Regions from separate parts of the Mus musculus genome. Here region 2 is linked to region 1. A link is a contact called in public HiChIP or PLAC-seq data. All regions are on one chromosome and are shown on one strand. Each heading gives the region's core, a stretch centred on a gene start, on an enhancer-like site or on the middle of the called end of the contact. The rest is flanking DNA. Distances are from core to core; before and after follow the strand shown.

Region 1 (6,704 bases), core at 2,585-5,084:
TAGCCATGACAGTTGCCATGGCGGTGATGACGGTGCAAGTGGGGAGATGCTGACCCAACAAACATCTTTCAAGTTATCCCGGAAGCAGCTGCAGCCATGCCTGGCATCACAGGTGATGGCTCCAATTCCACCCCCCCCATCGGTCTATATCTCTTATAGACCTGATATCCAAGGTGACAGTGGCTATCGTTGCCAAACTGAGGAAGGAACAACAGTCATTCTTTCTCTCCCAGCCAGCTCCAGCTAGCTGTAGAAGACAAACCAAACAAACCATATGAGACAGAAAAACAAACACAAAGGAGTTGGTTCTTAGCTCAGCCGTAGGTGTATTGCCTAGCAAGTACAAAGCCCTGGGTTTGGTTCCCAACGTGAGGCATTGGGACAGCAGGGTGATGACCCACGGCCAGAAGATACTCTTTGGGGATGGCAGGACCATCTCTATTCTGTCATAGAGGGCTCCATTAGAACCTTCATCCCTCACCCTCAAGTCCCTTCTTCCCTAAATATCAATCAAGCTCTTTAGCCTGCAACACTTCCTTGCTGACGGAGCCTCTTTCCTTTGCTGCATGCTGACCACCCAGGATTGCCCCTCACCCAACTTCCTCCCTTCATGGAAGGCGAAGATGTTCTATAATGCCCCACCTGCCCTGTGATGCCCCTCTGGGCAGTCCCTTCCACTGGTCTTCCAGGTATTGTAGGCTTCATGGCTAAGCAGACACTGATCAAAGTCTGGTTTCTGCCCCTCACCAGGTGTAGCTTGGGCAAGCCCCTGGTGCCAGGCTCTCCTGCCCTCATCTGGAAAGAACAAGCTGGGATTGTTGACCTTATCTGTTCTCACAGGTGAGATGTCTTAATACACACATAGGTTCAGCCACCAGGAGTCAGGAGGACCCTGTGACTGGCAACCTCTGCGTCCAGCACAGAGAAAGCCACCTCTTGTGACCGTAAGTCTTCATCTTGGGCCAGGCATGGTGGTTGGTACATGCCCATTATTCCAGCACATGGGAGGGGCACAAGGAAAGGTCACAGTTCAAGGTCATCCTCAGCTACATAGCAAAATCAAGTTCAGTTTGGAGTACAGGACACCTTGTTTCAAAACACACACACACACAGAGCAAGAGAGAGAGAGAGACAGAGAGAGAGACAGAGATGGACAGATACACAGATGATAAAATCTAGCCAAGTAAAACACAACAAAACATTAAAAAAATAAATAAATAAAGGACAGGGCTGGAGAGGTTCAGAATGCTAGCCTCTCTTCAAGAGGACCTGGGTTTAGTTCCCAGCACCCACATGATGACTCACAAATATCTGTAACTCCAGTTTCAGGCTCAAACTCTCTATTCTGGCCTTTGTTGGGACTGCACAAAGGTAGTACACAGACACACATGCAGTCAAAGAAACCATACACATAGAAAACAAACACAAACAAACCAACAAAAACCTCAGAACAGAGAGGCTACCAGCCTCCACCTGCCCCAGGTTCCTCCTGTCTAGACACTGGCGTCTTCTGTGAGTGTCCTGAAAAGCTGGAAGCTTATTCCAAGAAAACCTTACCCTCGCTCGGCACTACTGACATATCAGGCTGATGGTTCTTCAACTCAGAAGGTGTTCCAAGCTCTACAGAGAGCCAGTGTGTCTCCAGGCTCTTCCTGTGGCACACATTGCCTCTGGGGCAGGACTAGCTCCTGGATTTGCCATATCTCCCTGCAGGGAGGCAAAATTGCCCCTCTCTGCAGAGAACCAGTGCCTTTGAGACTAGGGACCCTAGAGGAAAGGTGACAAGTAGAAAAGAAAGTAGCAGAAAAGTAAGTTGTCGGGCTGGAAAGATGGCTCAGAGGTTAAGGCTGCTCTTCCAGAGATCCTGGGTTCAATTCCCAGCAACCACAAGGAGGCTCACAACCATCTGTAATGGGATCTGATGACCTCTTCTGGTGTGTCTGAAGAGAGTGACAGTGTACTCACATACATTAAGTAAGTAAGTAAGTAAATAAATAAATAAATAAATAAATAAATTTAAAAGGGTGTCAGTTACTCCCAAGCCCAGATAGAGCCTGCCTCAGTTTCTTCATCCTGCAGGCTGCCCTGTCTATTCTACAGGCTGCCAGTTCTGAGCCATCAGTCTTCCACCCAACTATGGAGGCTCATTAATCTCCCATTAACTGAGCTAATAGGCAGTTGGTCTCCTTTCCCCTTCTTTCCTGATCCAGCCCTGCCTAAGGGTGTAGGCACTTGTCACAACAGACTGGGAGTCCTGTGTGTCCCTGTTGCCATAGATCCTGCATTCCCCGAGGATCTCCTCACTCTCTCTGCTACCCATTTCCCTCAGGAAACAGCAGCCCTACTTCCAGCCCACCCAGGTGACTCACCTGTATGTTGGGCACTGACCTAGATACTGGGGCTATGGATGTGAGGGGGACAAAAAATATTGTATAAGGGTCTGCATTCTATAGGAGGCCAGATTCTATAGGAGACCCACATCCTATAGGGGTCCACATTCTATAGGAAGCCTGTATTCTATAGGGGGTGTTCACAGTGTAGGAGGCCTTCCAGGGAACCAGTTTTAGGGAGGGGAGGGGGCTTCTCTCTCTCTCCAAGATCTCCAGTGGGACTGGTGTCCAAGTGGATGAACTCTCAAGTGTGGGTTCAAAGCAGATATGGAGGTAATTCCCCCTGAGTCCCACAGCTGAGACCTTTCAATGAAAATGGGAAGGCAGAGCTTCTAGACATAGGAGGTCCACATTCTATAGGGCTCCACATTCTATGGGAGCTCTACATTCTATAGGAGGCTAGATTCTATAGGAGTTTGCATTCTATAGGGGTCCATACTCTATAAGAGGTCTACATTCTATAGAAACTTCACATTCTATAGGAGCTCCACATTCTATAGGAGGCTCACATTCTATAGGAACTCCATATTCTACAGGAGCTCCATATTCTATGGGGGTCTACATTCTATAAGAGCTCCACATTCTATAGGGGTCCATAGTCTATAGAAGGTCTATATTCTGTAGGGGTCCACATTTTAAAGGATTCCACATTCTATAAGAGGATCCACATTCTATAGGAGGTGCACATCCTATAGGAGTCCACATTCTATAGAAGTGAGTCCACATCCTATAGGTATCCACATTCTGTAGGAGTCTGCATTCTGAGCAGGGGTAAATGCAGCTTTGAGACGGAGGCAGCTGCTATACTGGGATGGTACAGGAAAGGAGAGAAGGGACAAATGTCCAATAGGCTGGACATGTGGTGTAAGTCCCAGGGTTCCCTGCCTGTCTTGTCCCTGTCACTGCCTCAGCTTCCCCCCACAGCCTGTCCTACCATCTTACACATCTGAAAGCACTTGGCGGGCCACGTGAGGGCTGCCTCAGTCCCTGCCCTTTCACCTGTTCCTAGGGACAGCTCCACCCAGGGCAGAAAGCGTGACCATGTGTGAGTAAGGGGCGTGGAGCTGGCTGACGCCAGAGACACAGGAGGGTGAGTGTGCACCTCCTCCCAGAGCCCGGACCGGTCCAGCGCTCTGTCCAATCCTTCAAGAGCATGGACAGTGGCTCAGAACCTGCAGGCTACCCAGTACTAGCCCTTTCTTCTGTAGGGGCTGGATCAGGAGGCTGGCCAGGTACTCCACCCAGATCCTTCTCGTGTCCCCAGATCCCACCCCTTTGGTGGAACCCAGGTACCTAGCTCCATGACATAGCTGCGGTCTCCCATTATCAGGGCGCCCCTGTGGGGTGGGGCAGGTCCATTTGCTTAAGGCTTAGTTCAGAGTAGCCCCAGCCCCTGTGACGTCAAATCTGACCCCTTATAAGATGAAGGGTCCCTGGTCCATAGTCCCTGAGCAGCCTCCCAGCTCTGACATGGCTCAGCCGACCAGTGGCCTCTATTCTACTTTTGGCTTCTTCATCTGCCTCCTCTTCTTTCCGGCTTCTTGGGAGGCAGGTAGGTAAAGGGGTCACCGTTATTGAGGGGGAGGGCTTGCAATCTCAGTATTGATTGGTCTGGATGACCACTCACAGAAATGAATGAGGCAAGAGGTATGGGTAGCCATGAAGAGTTGCCCTGTGTATGCAGGTCATACAGGAGAGGAATCTCCATCCTGCTGTTTCTTTTGAGACGTGGTCTGAGGGGCTATACCTGCCCAGAGCTTCAAGCTTGCATATAGTGTGTGGGCTTAGCTCTAGGGAGCAGGAGAAGGAGCTAGCACACACTGGGCATTTACTACGTCAGGAGCTCATTGATTCTCATGGTTCTTAGCTCCCATCATCTCCTTAATATCCCACTGAAGGTCAAGGGTATCTATCTTCCAGTGGAAGAGGTATATTTGGAGAGGTAAAGAGAGCATACCTGAAGTCACACAGCTGAAAGGGGCAAGTTCTGTGGGACAAGGGCACGGGAGGGCTTCAGAAGGCTCTTTGCAGACCTGTCTCCTCCATTTGACTCACTCGCCAATGTTAAGGCAGGAAGGATGCTGCCCGTCAGTGCCAGTAACTAGGGTACAACCCGCTCAGCATCAAACATGGTTCTGGGGGTTTTACCCTTGTGGCAGCTCAACAAGGTGCTGTCCCCATCTGATAGGTTTGATAAGAAAAGTTTGCTGGGCAGTGGTGGCACACACCTTTAATCCCAGCCCTTGGGAGGCAGAGGCAGGTAGATTTCTAAGTTTGAGGCCAGCCTGGTCTACAGAGTGAGTTCCAGGACAGCCAGGGCTACACAAAGAAACCCTGTCTCAAGAAACAACAACAACAAAAAGAAAAAAATAGAAAGAAAGGAAGGAAGAAAGAAAAGAAAAAGAAGGAAGGAAGGAAGGAAAGGAAGGAAGGAAGGAAGGAAGGAAGGAAGGAAGGAAGGAAGGAAGGAAGGAAAGTTTAATATGGCAGATGATGCTAGGGTAGAAGGTGGCATTGCTAAGTTGGTTCACTTCATTAACAGACAGTGCTGAGACAGTGCCAGGGAGCAGAGATGGCAAATGTAGGGGAACTGTGAGGGGGCTGAGGCCTCTACAGGAGGGTCTCCATTGTATAGACAGAAAAGCAGAGTTCCCACATCTCTAAGATGTTAGAGATGGGGCAGGAGGGGAGGGGGTTAATTCTGGAAGCTCTTGGGGCATAACAAGCAGCATATTCTTCCAAGAAGGCTCAGCTAGGGGTAAAACTAGGTGGAGGCTCCTACCCCGAGCTCAGGATCTCGCTGGGGTCCCATGGAATGGCAGGGGCAGGGGTTGAGACTCTTTTGTTGTTGTTGTTTTGTTTTTCGAGACAGGGTTTCTCTGTGTAGCCCTGGCTGTCCTGGAACTCACTTTGTAGACCAGGCTGGCCTCGAACTCAGAAATCCTCCTGCCTCTGCCTCCCAAGTGCTGGGATTAAAGGCGTGCGCCACCACGCCCAGCTGAGACTCTTTCAGTGCCTCTGACAGCCTTTATTTTACAGAGGACTCTGTTGGTATCCCGACCTGAAATCCATGCTCCTCCTACCCAGGGAGCTGAAGCTCCCTGAAGTCTCAGCTTCCCTGTCTCTGAACTTACCTGCTCCTCTTTCCCCGCGTCAGCGGAGGTCTACCTGGTGCCAAGCTGCTGCACAAGCAGAACAGATCTGTAGGGTCGCAGAGGAGAAAGCTCGTGCATTAGAACACAGGAGAAAGCTCGCTATAGTCACCTGGAGATTTTCATCAGGACAGAAGGCAGGATTCGGCAGGAGTAAGGGGCGTGGTCAGGGAGGGCTCTTGGAGCATGGCAGCGGGGAGGGGGGTGGGGGTGGGAGTAGGAGAGGGGCAGAATGCAGGGAGAAGATTCGGGGTTCACAGGTACATCTGAGCGAGTTGGTAACATGTAATGAGGACAAAGTATGGGCTGTGAGCCAGGGCTGGGCATATGTCTGGGTTTAGCAGAGAAAGAAGTCAAGGGAGGGAGAGAAGAGGTCACCCAGGGTGGGTGAAGCCCCTGGAACACTGTTCTGGTGTGGCTCAGCGTCTGTCCATGATACCTGTTTGCCCCCAGAGGCAGGTTGGTGCAGAGGTCCAGAGCCTGCACACAGCATTAAATCCTGCACACAGCATTAAATCGTGCACACAGATTAAATCGTGCACACAGATTAAATCATATACACAGATTAAATCGTGTACCTTGCGACATCACTCGTTAACACAGGAGATGTCACTCCTGGGTCTTTCAACCTTTGGGAGTCACAAGTAAATTTGTTGTTTTTTCTCTTTTCCTTTTTTCCTTAATGTACATAGTGGAAGGCAGTGTGCATTCTAAAGTCTTTTTTCTTCTCTCTCTCTCTCTCTCTCTCTCTCTTTCTCTCTCTCTCTCTCTTTTAAAAGACTGATTTATTTATTGTATGTATGTGAGTTCACTGTCCTGTCGCTGTCTTCAGTCACACCAGAAGAGGGAGTCAGGTCTCATTAAGGATGGTTGTGAGCCACCATGTGGTTGCTGGGAATTGAATTCAGGACCTCTGGAAGAGCAGTCAGTGCTCTTAACTACTGAGCTATGTCTCTAGACCGTCCTCATAGCTTTAGACAGCCCTACTTCTGTGGTTTTTCTCTTCCCTTTTGGGATTTCTATGTCAAACTGGGTCACAAGAGCTGCTTGAGGGCCCTTCCCCCTCCTCAAGAGACCAGGCTGGCCTTGAATCTTGATTTGACTTGATATGCTCTGACACCCCCTCTCCCTTGCTGGGTGTCCCTGAGATTACTTAACCACT
Region 2 (6,704 bases), core at 2,655-5,154, 240 kb before region 1:
TTACAACCAGGGCTCTGCTAGACTTGAACTGACCAGGGACAGACTGGCTGGGGCATACCCAGAAGCAATGGGAGACAAGAGGTCAAACAGTAGGAAAACAAGGCTTTCACTCTTACTTCTCTGGCCCCTGCAGAGGGAAAGCGGGGCCGAGGTCATGCAGGATGAAAGCCCAAGAGGGTCAAATCTATAATATCCATCTCCCTGCTCCCAGGCATGGATGTGACGGCAGGGAGAACAAAATGACAGAGAGAGTGTCCTCATCAGTCTCAAAAGCCTCATGACTTAGCGGAAAGGATGGGACACAAAGGGCGTCTGTCAGGACTGACTCAAGGGCTGGGCCACACTGTAATGACTGACCTCCTCAAAGAGGTACTGTGGGATCTGTGTGGTCTTCCCAGAGCCAGTCTCGCCTTCGATGATGAGGACCTGATGGTTGGCAATGGCGGCCAGAAGCTCCTCTCGGAAGGGGAACACGGGCAGGCTGCGGCGCACAGCCTGGATAGATTCCTTCTGCTGGGCCTGGGCTGACAGGGGCGGGCCTGACGGCTCCTGAGGATGGGGACAGGGACGGTGAGGTCCCCACCACCTTTAGAGGCCCTCGAGTCAGCATCCCAGACTCTTTCTCCTTCTCACCTCGTCACCCTGGAGTTGAGCAGCACGGACAAACTCGATGGTCTCGTCCTCCTCCAGCACCAGCTGGTACTTGGCCTCCTGCGCAGCAGCATCTCGGGCTCCAAACTTCAGGGATGCAGCACCCAGCTGGGCCTCCTCCCAGCGCCGCTGCTCCTCTCCCGGCGCACCCGATTCCTCCTCAACGATGTCCACAGTTCGAGCTGGCTGTGGAGAGAGACGGGAGCAGGGAAAACTTAAGAGTGGCCAGGGCTGCCCGGGTCCTCCCCACCACTGCTTTTACCAGCTATGAACAGGAGAGGGGAAAGACTAGCCATCGTGCCGCCTCTCCCACGAGCAGGCAGGGTTCCCTCACCTGCCCTCGGGTCTCCTTGGGCATGTGGTAGCGATTAGTGGCCTCCAGCTTCTCCTGCTCTCCGGCTGCCCGGTACTCCCGAGCCAGGTCCCGCACACGTCGCTTGTACTTGAGCTCCCTGCGCTCATGGCGACTCAGCTCCACGTCCCCAAACAGGACCTCCTCATCAGCCAGTTCCGCCTCCAGGTCCTCCAGTTTTTCTCGCTCCCGCTTCGCCAGGTATTCCCGACGAGACTTCTTACGGAGCTCAGGGACCTGGGTCAGGAAGGGACAGTCAAGTCCTCATCCTACCAGCACTGAAACCCTGCTCCCTGCACACTCAGAGTGTGCAAAACTCCAAAGAGGAGGATGTGGGGCCTTTTGGTGCTAGCTATTTTGTGTCTCATCAAGTCTCAGAGACACAATGACTTGATCTTACCAAGGCGAGAGGATTTGTAACTTTCTCCTTCTACAACCCAAGTCCACTCTTTTCCGGTTCCTGTCAGGCAGGCCCCTCTCCTCTAGAGCCTGACCACCCAGACACATCTCTGCACACTCCCTCTGTGACCCTTCCTGCTACGGCCGACCACTCCAGCCATCTTTGTCTTCAGACACTGCTTTTTGAACCCAGGGTCTCACCATGGCTTTCCGATCTTCCTCAGCCATCTTGAGGCGCTTCTGAGCCTCTTCATAGGCCTAGAAGAAATCATGTAAAGGGATGTGAGGCCAAAGGTACCATTGCTGTCAGGATGACTAATGTCCTTCGCTGCCCCTCCTCGGTGGAGAACCTCTGTCGATCTCAACCAGACAGGGAGAACCATAGCCAGTGAGCCCACGGGGAACCCTAGTGACAACTCTTGTCTTCCCAGAGACAACTCTGCAGCCAAATCCAGACTTGCCTGACTGACTCTCTTCAGCTCACCTTCTTATCTGACCGTTCCAGGACATTCCGGGTCCGGTCCTTGTCCCGTTGCCGAACCCGCTCTGCAAAGGCATCCCGTTCTTCCAAGTCCTGGAGACGCTCACGCTCCGTCCTTTCCCATTCATCCTCTGAGGCTGGCTTCTCCTCCGTGGGTGATTTACTCCCCCTGAACCCAGCAAACCCAGCCCAGTGTATCAAACGGGGGTACTGAGAAAGCTTAGCATCCCCACAGCCGACAGCCTGCTCCAATCCCTCTCCTTCCTTCTGACTTACCCTGCCTTCCTCTTCCCTGACTCGGAAACCTCTTCCTCCTCGTCCTCCTCGTCCTCCTGGTGTTTCTTCCTGAGGTGTTTCCGTCTCTTCCGCTTCTTCTGGAGGCTGCTCCCGTTACTACCCACTGCCTCCTCGCCGCTCTCGCTGTCTTCCAACAACTTATAAGAACGGTTTTTCTCTAGCAGGGCTCGGGCCTCTCGCTCAGCTGCCCGAGCTGGCTTTTCCACCACAGCCTTCCGTGGCACCTGCCGGTAGATATGACAGCTCCTGACCTCAGTACCCTCATTTGCCTACGAACCGGTTACTATATCTAAAGCCTGTCTCCATCTTTCTCTTCTTCGTGGTCTTGTTCTACGGTCATAGCTCAACAGGGCTCCGCAGCTTCTGAACGTCCTTCTAGGAATCCACTGAGCAAATGATTACTGAAAGCCATCCCGTGGTGGAGGCAAAGAACCAGCTCTCACAGGTTGTACGCTCACAGCCTCACACGGGCATATGCACGAACTAAAACTTCTTCCTAACTTTAATGACTTACTTTTATTTTTATGTGCACTGGTGTTCTGCCTGCAACGTGAGCTGTGTGTGAGGGTGCTGAATCTCATAGAACTGGAGTTACAGTTGTGAGTTGCCACGTGGGTTCTAGAAATTGAACCTGGTTCCTCTAGAGGAACAGCAAGTGGTCTTAATCCCTGAGCCATCTCTTCTTGCCCCACGATAGAATTTTTTTTTTAAAGTATTGGTTCTGAGCTTAAGTAGTTTATGTTCTAAAACCCATTTTCTTTTCATGATTTATTTTTCATTTATTTATGTGTATGGGGTACCTGGCAAAGGCCAGAAGCCCTCCGATCTCCTTGGAGCTGGAATTACAGATGGTTGTGTGCCACTAGGCCTGGTTGCTGAGAACTGAACTCAAGTCTTCCAGATGCACAAGGGGTCTTAACTGCTAAGCCATCCCTCCCCAGCCTCGATCCTATTTCCTAAATGCTAATTCTCCTAGCTCTGTTCTCAGTGACTCTTTCCCAGGGCTGGGGATTGAATCCAAGGCTTACTGTATGCTAGACAAACATTCTACCAACTGAGCTACATCCTTAGGCCTGGGGTATGTGCTGTAACTAACAATGGCTCTAGCTTAAACATGTATGTAGAGCCCCATCTCGAGTCTTCTCCACAGACCTGTATACACCCAACACCTAGCATGATATCTAGATAACAGAGGAAAAAAATTAAATGGTGGGCGGAACCAAGAATGAAAGGTCTCTCTGTCACCCCACTACCAGGGAGGCTCGCTGCAAGTTCTAAGCCAGCCTGTGTACTATATTGAAAGTTGCAGGCTATCACAGAATAGACAGCCACACTGCGTACGAGCCAATTCGGCTGTGAGTGGCCTGCCCCGGCGGCACACACCTTGCTCCAGAGCTTCAGGGCGAAGTCCCGCGCCGGCCCCCCGAGGTCCAGGGTGTCGGTGTCCCGCAGGCGCTGCACGAACTCCTCGGCGGAGGCGCAGCGCTGTGCGGTGCCGATCAGGAACTGCGCGACGTGCCGCTCGCTCAGCCCCAGCACCGAGTGCAGCTCCTCCTGCACCCACCGCTCCAGCCCCGCCGGCGTCGCCATGGCGACGCGTCCTGCTCCGGGCGCGCAACCGCGGAACGGCCAGGACTGCGGCGGGGACAGAGCCTGCGGTACTACCGCCTCGCTCCGGCTGCCGTAGAGACTCCAATTCCACAGACCGCGAAACCCGGAAAGAGTCGCGCTCTTCCGGCCAGGGATCGACGGTGGCTGGGCGGGTTCAAATCGCGCAGCCTCTTTCCCGACGCTAAGTGCAAGAGGCTTTCATGCACAGCCTCGTCCAAGCTCTCCGTCGCCCCCTAATGATCTGTGCGCGGGTGCAGTTCTCTATCAATACAAGCTGTCAGTGATGACTAACTAGTTCCCACAGCTGGGATAAATAAAAGACGTACAAATCAGGGTTAGGAAAACAAGATATATAACAAAGGGCTGGAGAGACGGCTCAGCGAAGTCGAGTTCGATTCGGTGCACCCACATCCCTCACCAACAACCACGTATATCTCCAGATCCAGGAGGATCTACCACCTCTGGTCTCTTCTGACACCTGCACTTGTGTGCACGTGCTCATACACAAACACACATACACCTAATTTTTTTAAAAATAAATTTTTTTTTTTTGGTTTTTCGAGACAGGGTTTCTCTGTCTTGGAACTCACTTTGTAGACCAGGCTGGCCTCGAACTCGGAAATCTGCCTGCCTCTGCCTCCCGAGTGCTGGGATTAAAGGCGTGCACCACCACGCCCGGCCTAACTTAAAATATTAAAAATTAAAACAACAAAAACTAAAGGTACATAATAAATACATTTAGGTGGGAGTTTGGGTATCATAAGATTTTAATATTTATTTATTTAATGTGCATGTGGGTTTGCCTGCATGAATTTATCTGCACAGTATGTGTGTGTGTGTGTGTGGTGTGTGTGTGTGTGTGTGTGTGTGTGCCCTTTTAGGTCAGAGATATTGTGTCTCTCTGAACTTGGAGTTACTGGTGGTTGGGACCTGCCTGATATAGGTGCTGGGAACCAAACACCAGTCTTCTGAGAGCAGCAAGTGCTCTTAACCACTGAATCATCTCTCCAGCCCCTCTATTGGGTGTGTGTGTGTGTGTGTGTGTGTGTGTGTGTGTGTGTGTGTAGGCATTTTACTTGCAAGTATGTATACCACTCAGAATCTGGAGGAGGGCATTGGATCTCCTGAAAATGTAGTTAGGGGTGTTTTTGAGACATCACGTGAGTGCTGGGAGTTAAACCTAAGTGTTCTTAATTGAGAAGCCAGCTCTCCAGTTCACCATTTAAAAAACAAAAACAAAAAACAAAAAAACACGGGACTCATGTACAATTAGCTGGCCTTGTATGTACTACATAGCTAAAGATAACTTTGAACTCTTATTTATTTATTTATTTACTTACGCACTTAATTACTTACATCCTCAAAGCTGCCCCCTCCTGGTCCCCCCTGAAAGAGTTTCTCCCCCTATTCCCCTTCTCCTCTGAGAGGGCACCTCCCCACCCCAGTATCCTCCCTACCCCCCACCCCCCACCCCCGCAACCTTGAACTCTTTTTGTTTGTTTGTTTTTTGTTTTGTTTTTTTGAGACAGGGTCTCTCTGTATAGCCCTGGCTGTCCTGGAACTCACTCTGTAGACCAGGCTGGCCTCGAATTCAGAAATCCTTCTGCCTCTGCCTCCCAAGCGCTGGGATTAAAGGTGAGCGACACCACCGCCCAGCAACCTTAGACTCTTGATCCTGTTGTTCCTACTTCCCAAGTGTGGGGATTATAGACATGTACTATCACACTTGACTGAAATGTGTAATTTATGTACAATCAAAAATAATGAGAGGCAAACTGGAGAGATGGCTCAACCAACTATTCTTCCGAAGGTCCTGAGTTCAAATCCCAGCAATCACATGGTGACTCACAGCCATCAGTAAGGAGATCTGATGCCCTCTTTTGGAGTGTCTGAAGAGAGCTACAGTGTGCTTACATAAAATAAATAAATCTTAAAAAAAAAAAGCCGGGCAGTGGTGGCACATGCCTTTAACCAACACTTGGGAGGCAGAGGCAGGCAGATTTCTGAGTTCGAGGCCAGCCTGGTCTACAGAGTGAGTTCCAGGACAGCCAGGGCTATACAGAGAGACCCTGTCTCAAAAAACCAAAATAATAATAACAATAATAATAATAATAATAGGCAATTTAAGTAGATTTTATTTCCTACTGATGGGGAGCGAGTAGAATGGATAAAGTCAAAACAAAACACTCCACATTTTAAAAAGCAATCCAGGTATGTGTTGCTAACAGCTTGGCACATACCTACTGCTAATGGTTTGTTGTGAGCTAACCCCTCCCCAACACAGATGAGATGACACTGCAGGAGAAGATTCCAACAAACACTAACTCAGTTCTCTGAGCTTCAGAAAGTGGACAGGCATGGATGTCTCAGATCTCAGAAATGTGACTGACCACCTGACCAGCGACAGAACTTGAGTTCTGGAATAATGGATGGTTTTTGTTTCCTTTTCTCTGCTTCCTATAAAGCCTGTGGCAGGAGAGAAGATGGAAAGCAGTTATTTTAGGATCCACTGCCTGGTCAGATGCAAGCTCTGTGAATAAAGTATAACTTGGATATTCTCGTCTCTGCTGTTGGTATTTCTATTGGATGACATACGGCATAAGTTATATCTGCTCAGGTTCAGGCACCTAAGTGGACAGGACAGTACATGCTTGAAGTCATTCCTGTTTGGGTAATTGAGGCCAAACAATCCCAAGCAAGAGGTCCCAAAAGGGACCGGAGGGATGGCTCAGTGGTTAAGAGCACTGACTGCTCTTCCAAAGGTCCCGAGTTCAAATCCCAGCAACCACATGGTGGCTCACAACCATCTGTAATGAGATCTGACGGCCTCTCTGGTGTGTCTGAAGACAGCTACAGTGTACTTAGACATAATAAATAAATAAATCTTTAAAAAAAAAAAAAAAAGAGCACTGA

The links. HiChIP or PLAC-seq counts read pairs in DNA pulled down with a chosen protein or histone mark.
Region 2: a contact with region 1 is called in a FOXA1 HiChIP or PLAC-seq map of pancreatic cancer cells. The contact joins the promoter of Dhx16 here to the promoter of Mucl3 in region 1. A contact is called at or near these places in 9 of 39 promoter capture datasets (the 3T3-L1 cell line, 3T3-L1-derived adipocytes, cranial neural crest and 6 more), 15 of 484 Hi-C or Micro-C datasets (CD8 T cells, the HL-1 cell line, the MNK3 cell line and 8 more), 8 of 115 datasets of contacts at active chromatin or transcription factors (T-cell acute lymphoblastic leukemia, bone marrow-derived dendritic cells, embryonic stem cells and 2 more) and 2 of 9 other capture datasets (adipose tissue and liver).

The regions. Positions count from the first base shown.
Region 1 is chr17:35,640,825-35,647,528 of GRCm38.p6, reverse strand. It overlaps Mucl3 (mucin like 3), which reads left to right and starts at 3,834. Exons shown (of 3, transcript NM_001033366.3): 1 at 3,834-3,942. The coding sequence starts at 3,861.
Region 2 is chr17:35,876,978-35,883,681 of GRCm38.p6, reverse strand. It overlaps Dhx16 (DEAH (Asp-Glu-Ala-His) box polypeptide 16), which reads right to left and starts at 3,904. Exons shown (of 20, transcript NM_026987.2): 1 at 3,564-3,904; 2 at 2,160-2,404; 3 at 1,887-2,052; 4 at 1,604-1,660; 5 at 986-1,240; 6 at 634-837; 7 at 358-549. The coding sequence starts at 3,770.